2 separate regions of the Rattus norvegicus genome follow, and region 2 is linked to region 1. Evidence: chromatin contacts called from public Hi-C data. All regions are on one chromosome and are shown on one strand. The core of a region is the stretch at or near the end of the contact, and the rest is flanking DNA. Distances in the headings are between cores, read along the strand shown. Region 1 has its middle 22 kb from the start of Nfam1. Region 2 holds the start of Serhl2 (serine hydrolase-like 2).

Region 1 (3,629 bases), core at 653-3,152:
AAGCCAGCCAGCAAAAATAGCTTGAACGGACCTAGCCCAGTTTTGGTTTTTTTTTTTTTTTTTTGGCAAGGAAGAATATAAGAGATAAGTAAATGTCCCCCCTGTTGCCACACAAATCTTTGGTCCTGCTCACACTCCCTGCTGTGCTATGGCTCCTGTCCTTGGCTCACTCCCCTCCAAACCATCGCTTGGCTCTGCTGTCAAACTGACAAGAGACAGCACCATTTCATTGGGAGCCCTGTCGTTAACAAAGCCGAGTTCAGAAAACTTCCCTATAGAATGTTCTGGAGTTAGCTGTGGGTACACAGCTTTGTAAAAGTGCTAAAAACATTGAGTTGTATACTTTAAGTAGACACGTTTTACAGTCTGTCAGTTAAATCTTCATAAGGTTATCCTCCCACCCCCATTTCCTTTCCTTTATGAGAAGGGGAGTCTCACTATGTAGGCCAGATTGGCCTCAGACTTGTCATTCAGGCTTAGTCTCCCAAACAATAGGATTACAGGTATTGCCACCCCTGGTTTGTTTACTTAATTTTAAAGATTTATTTATTTATTATATATGAGTACACTGTGGCTGTCCTCAGACACACCAGAAGAGGGCATTGGATCTCACTGCAGATGGTTGTGAGCTACCATGCGGTTACGGGGATTTGAACTCAGGACCTCTGTAAGAGCAGTGCTCTTAACCACTGAGCCATCTCTCCAGCCCATTGTTCGCTTAATTTTTAAAAATTATGTGTATGGGTATTTTGCCTGCGTGCATGTTTATACGCCACATGCATACAGTACTAACAGAGGCCAGAAGAGGGCGTCAGAGCCCCTGGAATGGGAGTTACAGGTGGTTGGAAGCCATGTGGGTGCCGAGAATCAAATGGTCCTCTGCGAAAGCACTCCGAATTTTCAACCGCCAAGCCCCACCAGTTTACTTTTTAAGAATAGGAGAATTGGGGTTGGGGATTTGGCTCAGTGGTAGAGCGCTTGCCTAGCAACCGCAAGGCCCTGGGTTCGGTCCCCAGCTCCGGAAAAAAAAAAAAAAGAATAGGAGAATTATAGGAACGGGGCAACAACCCTACTCTGACGTGTCCAGTATGCTGCCCTGTTTTGCCGCATCTATGACTTGCACCACCTTTCCTAACTGGGACATCCGGACTACAGCCTCCTCCCAGCCAGTTCCTGGGTGTTTTCGAGTCTGAGTTTCTAACTTTGTCCTTACTGGCAAGTTTCTCTGACTACCTATTTCTGCCGCTGCTCCAGTCACAACGTACTGACCCATCAGTTTGTCAGGTTGTCTCTGACTAGTCTTTGTCATCTCTGAAGCATCAGGAGCTGGCTTAGTACCTGGCCCCTCCGCATTTGACTTTACCCATCCCCCCTATTGATCCTTGGGCCCTCTATAGCCAATGAGAACATATATAGTACACAGTAGGCTCCTGGAGACTTCAAAAGTGTGGTTATAGCTCCCCCACCCCTTCCTTCCACTCTCCTGTAGCTTCTTCTTAACCTCTGAATTAACAATTAGTAATTTAGCAAGAACCACTGTCCTTGTCTTTCTAGAATGCTTCTTCTACCTTGGGGGGGCACGGGGGGTACGGTGATGAATAGACAAGGGGACTACATGTTCTCACTGAATGAGAGAGGAAAAGGCCAATTAACATTCAGCTAAGAGAGAAAATGATTTCTCCTATCAGCAATAAAAACTGACAGCTCTATCAGAAAATGAGCCGGGGGAGCCACAACGCCTGGCAAGGCAGGGCGTCTGCAGCCCCAGCAGGAGTGATGAAGATGGCTGAGGGCAGGAACCGCTGCTGGGAGTCAGGGAACCACCAAAGGAAGCGCCTGGGGAGCCCAGCGGCTGCCACTCGGCTCCCGCTTCTGATCCCGCCCCAGGCGAGAGGAGCGATGCTGCGCAGGCTTTATCCTTGTGACTCGGAGCTGCCACTCTCCCGCCGGCCTCTCCCCACGCACTCGTTTCCCCCTAACCTTATCATAAAAGGAGGCCACGTGGTGTCTATTTATGGCAGCGCGGTGGTCCGGGGAGAGGAGGCTCGCCGTGTGCCAATTCTGAGAGCTGATGGAATTGCTCCGGCCCTTCGGAGCTTGCCATGCGGTGAATGAATAAACGATGTGGGGGCAGGGCCGCGGCTCCCACTGCACCTCCAGCTGACATCCGAGTTCCTTCCTCAGAGCCTCCGGGGTGATTTGTGTTATCAATCAGAGCTGCTGAACAGATCCGGCCTCCTAGAGCCCTAGAGCAAGAGCCCTGAGATGAGAGGAGGGGCAGCGGAGAGGGCGTGGGGGGAGCACCCTCATTTGGCTTGAAAGAGAAGACTGGTCCCTTTACAAAACTACATTTCTACTTGATATGTAAGTAGAATGGCTTTAAAAAGGAAAGAGGATACCAGCGAGAGAGGGAAGCGGCAGTGGTCTAGGGACTGGCGAAATGGCTCAATGGACACAGGGTCTTGCTGCCCATGCCGACCCAGAGGACCTAAATTTGAGCCCTCCCTCATGAGGAGGAGAGAATTGATTCCTGAAAGTTTTTTGTCCTTCACAGACTCTCATTCTCTCTCCCTTCTCCTTCTCCATCATCCTTCTCCCCCTCCCTTCCCCTATCCCCCTCCTTTCTCCTGTTCCCCTCCCCCTTCCCTCCCGCCACAAAAAAAAAAAAAAAAAAAAGTAGTGCGGAGTATACTGCTTGCTTTCATTTTCAGCACAGCAGGAGCAGTTTGGGGCTGCTTTGTACACACTTCTGCCCATACGACAATGAAACAGAGTCAGGGGCAGAAATGCCCACGTGCCCACGCATCCTCGCGCCCATCCTGGGCCGGAAAAAGCACAGCCCCAGTCGGAGTTCTTCTGAGAGGTCTTTAGCATCCAGTTCAGGCTCAGCAGCACAGATGTCAGCCATGGCTTTGGTTTTCTGGTTAGCTCGGGCGTGTGTGTTTATTGAGACAAATGCTCCTGTAGTCTAGGGTGACCTTGAACTCACTGTGGGGCTGAGGATGATCTGGATGGAGCCGCTCAGCTTCTGCCAGGTCCCAGTTCTGGCCCATACGCTTTTGAACTTGAATTTTGATCCAGTCTCACACTGGGAATGGTTCTCCTTCTTTTGGGTCTTAGTAGAGTAGACACAGAAAGAGGCAAAGTCAGGGCCTTTAATACTCAAGAACTGATTCCACATGAAACCCACAGTAAGTTCAGATCTGCGTGTGGAACCGCTATGTCCTTGATTTAGGCAGACATATTAGGAGACATCGGGTGGAGTCAGTAGGACGGGTCAGTGGGTAAAGGCACTTACCACCAAGCCTGACAAATTACACACTCATTCCCACGTGCAGACATACATTGCTGCATATAATTAAAGTAACACAATTTTTTTTTAGAGTTCAAATTTATCTTTGGGTCTATAGTGAATGGGAGCCAGTTTGGGCCACATGAGACTGTCTCAAAAAAAAAAAAAGAAAAGAAAAAGAAAAAGACAGATAGACAGCACAGACACATACAGACAGACATACACAGAGAGAAACAGAGACAGAGAGGCAGAGAGACAGAGACAGAGAAACCATATGAATTTATGCTTGTTTTCCAGATTAAATTTAGGATGGCAGGGTTTATGCAGATGCTGTCTG
Region 2 (3,814 bases), core at 603-3,102, 48 kb before region 1:
GCCCAAGGCCCTACCTTTTGGAAGAAAAGGAATGAGCTTGTCAAAGGAGTTGGCATTGTCCAACCAGCCATGCAGGCACAGAACTGGAGGGTTCTTCTGCAAGCCCCAGACTTTGACAGCAATGTGGCCCCAGGGCACAGCCAACTTCAACTCTGAGAGCAAACCTGCAAAGCAGATTGGGTTATTTGTCCCCTGCGCTCACGAATCCAGCATTTCCTAAGCCCCTATGTGCGCATCAAAGGCACAGGCATCGGTGCTACTGGCCTCTGTCCTAGCTTTAGACAGACAGAATGCCAGGTACCTTGAAGAGGGAAGGACAACTGGGTCCCCTGGGTGAGAAAGATCTGAATGGGTTTTTCAGGATGTAACCCATTGGTTTTAGGGCAGAACTGGAAGGAGTGGGATATGACCTTGGGCTGGTGCCTAAAACCTCTCCATCCTCAGTTTCCCTTTCTATTAAACCAGAGTAAATTAGAATATGATGCCCCTTAACTGTCTAGGACCCATTCCAAGAGCGCTGTGGATGCCTGAAACTTCAAGGAGTAATGAACCCTATACAATGAATGCTACCCATGCACGTGTGTGTTTGTGTGTGTGTGTATAATTTATATATATATATATATATATATGTATATATATGTATATATATATATATCCATGATAAAGTTTACTTTATAAATTAGGCATGGTAGGAGATAAGCAGCAGGAATTAATAAAATACCATGCTGATAACAATATACCGTAACATACATGCCTGTCATCCCAGTACTCAAAAGGAGGACATGGGTAGTTCAGGAATTCGAGGCCAGCCTCTTATATAAGACCTTGTCTTACATAAAACCTTGAATCAACAAAATGCACTACAATGGAAATCTATGCAGCAGTCTCAGACTCTAAAATATTTTATGAAAACCAACTGCACTAATCACACCTGGAAGCCTAGCCAGATCCTGAGAAGGCAGAGGCAGGAGAATTGCAGCCAGTTCAGGACAAGTTGGTCTAGAGAGTTTCAAGCCAGCTAAAGCTACAAACAGTAAGATGCCTGGGGGTTTAAGATACTACGAAGAGCACCATGTAGCGCAAAACCGGACTGTGCCTTAAATTTTTGGACATTAGGAAACTAAACCCTTGGAAATCCAAACTGGCCAGCATTTTCCAAGCCTTTTGAGAGGATGCCAGATACTTTTACACACTGAGAGTTGGACCACTGCTACCCTCAGCGCACGGACCATGAAACTGAAGCCCAGGGAGGGGAGAGGGAGAAAGAGGAGTGAGAAGGAGAGAAAGAGATGGGGGAGGGGAGGGGGAAGAGAAGGAAAGACAGACAGACAGACAGACAGACAGAGAGCAAGAGAGCGAGCATGAACGAGCTTGATTGACTTGGGGGTCCAGGTGGGCCTCTTCAAGTCCGACGTGCTCCAGAGCTGAGCTCCTGCTGCTGCTGCTGGACCCAAAGTGCAACCCCAAACAGCCATGCACATCCACCTCTAATCCTCTAATCTAGGGACTCTCAGGACTCAGCGGCCATCGGGAACCCCGAATCTGGCTCTGCTAGATCCCAGTGCTACCCACTGAGCCTGGACACCTAGTGGAGAGGGCGATGAGTGTCTGCTCCACCGGCTCGAGTAAGCTAGTGGGAGCATGGGAGCACTCGCCGGGCCTCCCCCTTCCCAGTCCGATCTAAGGAGTCCTGAGGGACATCTTCACCCATTGCTCTGGTCCTTGAGGCTGTCACTCCCCGCTCAGGAGGTCACAGGAACTGGAAGGACTCAGCTCAGGTCCCGCCTCTTACGCCCGCCCGGCTCACCGACTTTCCCTCCAGGCCCTCCCCATAACCCACGTCCTAGCGCCAGCCCCGCCCCTATAAGCAACACCGCCCACGGCCAGGCTCCGCCCACTGAGGCCCCACCTTCCCACGGTCTCTCAGTTTCTCACCGGGACTTTCAAGGATCTCAGGGCTGCCCAGCTCCTGGCTCATGCTGTGCTGCTACACTGGAGTGGTGTCACAGCTAGCAGAGAAGTCTTTGGAGGACACACTTTGGCAGGCTCAATATCTGGACAGCCCCACATGACGCTGCGAGCTAGACACTAGACAAGGTCCCACAGCAAGGAAAGCTCCCCGGAGGATTCTCTCCGATTCCCACAGAAGTGGAACAACTGTTTCAGGAGGTTTCGTGCTATCCGCGTCCCCTCAGCAGCGCCTAGCACTATCCAGCTTTGATAATTGATTGCACGGCCTGCATGTATAAACGAATGTATAAATTGAGGGCTCTAGAGGAAACTATCCCCAGGCAAGGAAGGATTCAAAACAGTTTCAGCCCAGAGAAGACCAAGAACTCGGATTCAGGCTGTGGACATGGTGATCTCAGGATGCTAGGAAAAGCCTATGGGTTTTGGAGGCTAGCCTGGGAAACACGGCAAGCCTCTCCAATGCCCCAAACCCATCCTAAAGCAAACATTCCTAAAATGGACAAGTGCATGCACAGCATTTTATAATAAAAGAAGAAATCTGAACCCCTTGAGCTTTTAAAATTACCAGGAACAACTGGAACAACAGGAGGTGCTCCCCATCCCTGAGGGGCTCACTGTTCTAACTGGTGAACCACAGACCTGGACACTGAGGGAAATCAGTATGGCGAGTTCCCCAAAGGGGTGACAGGGCAAACCCTGAGGAAAGATGGGACGGGGGATGGGGGATGGGCAAGCCACTGTGTAGAGAAAGCTGAGGCTGAGAAATAGGCCAAGGTGGATGAGGGGCTAGAAAATGGGGATTAGGTTGTGACAGGACTTTTCCAAGTGATTTCACTCAGAGGTTAGGAGCCCGGGACACATCACACTTTTTTGTTCTATTCTTTGTTTTTGGGAGACAAGGGTTTGAACTCATTATATAACTGAGGGTGACCTTGAATTGAGCTGTCTCCCTCCCTCTCTAGAATGCTGGGGTTGCGTGCCTGGTTTATGCACTGCTGGGAATCAAACATGGGGGCACAGGGGTTCATGCATGCCAGGCAAACATTCTACGGACTGAGCTACGTTCCAGCCCCATGAGTATTTCTGCTGGGCACAATCAGTGATATCAGCTGAGGAAATGCTTTGACTCCCCATAGATAAGGATCTTCTCTGAGCTCTGTTGGGAGCACAGATACTCTGAGGTACCGGGAACAAGCCTGCCACACAGGCTGCTACCTTCCTCAATGACACATTGTTACCAACGCTTGCACTTGGCATCTGGAGTACGTTTAATCTCAAAAACTCCCTTGTGCAACCGGTCCCTTCAGCAGCTGTGGCCTCAGCCAGCTCCAGACTGTCCTGCTGGTCCATGACTGCAGTCACTCTCCGTCCCTCCAGCCTCATCCTCACCATCACATCCATCTGTATCCCATGTCACTTCCACCTGCCTCTTCCCGTTCAACCCCTGGGACCCCCTTGGTTTTGGTGCTTATGACCTCATAAGACAGATCACTTCCTGCCATAATCTCCATTCTGCCTCACTTACCCTGCTACCACATGCTGCCACCAGCCCCTCCCCCAGCTCTTATTTTACCGTGTGAGCATCTGGGTGCCTCTCACTGCCGGCTGGGTTGGGGGTTGATCTCCCTCCAATACTATTAGATGGTGTTAGGGATCCTTAATTTCTCCTTGACATCCTGTGCTATCCGTTCTCTACACCGGACTCTCGCTGTCTATATATACCTCTGAGCCTTTTCCACTTCCACCCAGAACGCTGTTCCCTTCCACCTCTACCCTGACTTCCCCAGAAGCCCTCTCAGCTCTCACAGGTGGAAGCTCCTCGCTCCTGTTCACACCATTGCTA

The links. A called contact is a pair of places that touch in the nucleus more often than the background predicts.
Region 2: a Hi-C map of hepatocytes shows a contact between it and region 1, with 2.2 times the contacts expected there. The contact joins the promoter of Serhl2 here to the enhancer-like site in region 1. A contact is called at or near these places in 2 of 12 Hi-C or Micro-C datasets (Schwann cells and hepatocytes) and 1 of 1 datasets of contacts at active chromatin or transcription factors (oligodendrocytes).

What each region holds. Positions count from the first base shown.
Region 1 is chr7:116,075,979-116,079,607 of GRCr8, reverse strand. No RefSeq gene overlaps it. Among named protein-coding and RNA genes, the nearest start is that of Nfam1, 22 kb to the right of the region's middle. Within about 2 kb of position 1,902, at least 45 of the 93 cell types and tissues checked have an H3K27ac peak or open chromatin away from gene starts, as enhancers often do.
Region 2 is chr7:116,124,123-116,127,936 of GRCr8, reverse strand. Serhl2 (serine hydrolase-like 2) reads right to left here and starts at 1,852. Exons shown (of 12, transcript NM_001130579.2): 1 at 1,708-1,852; 2 at 15-164. The coding sequence starts at 1,711.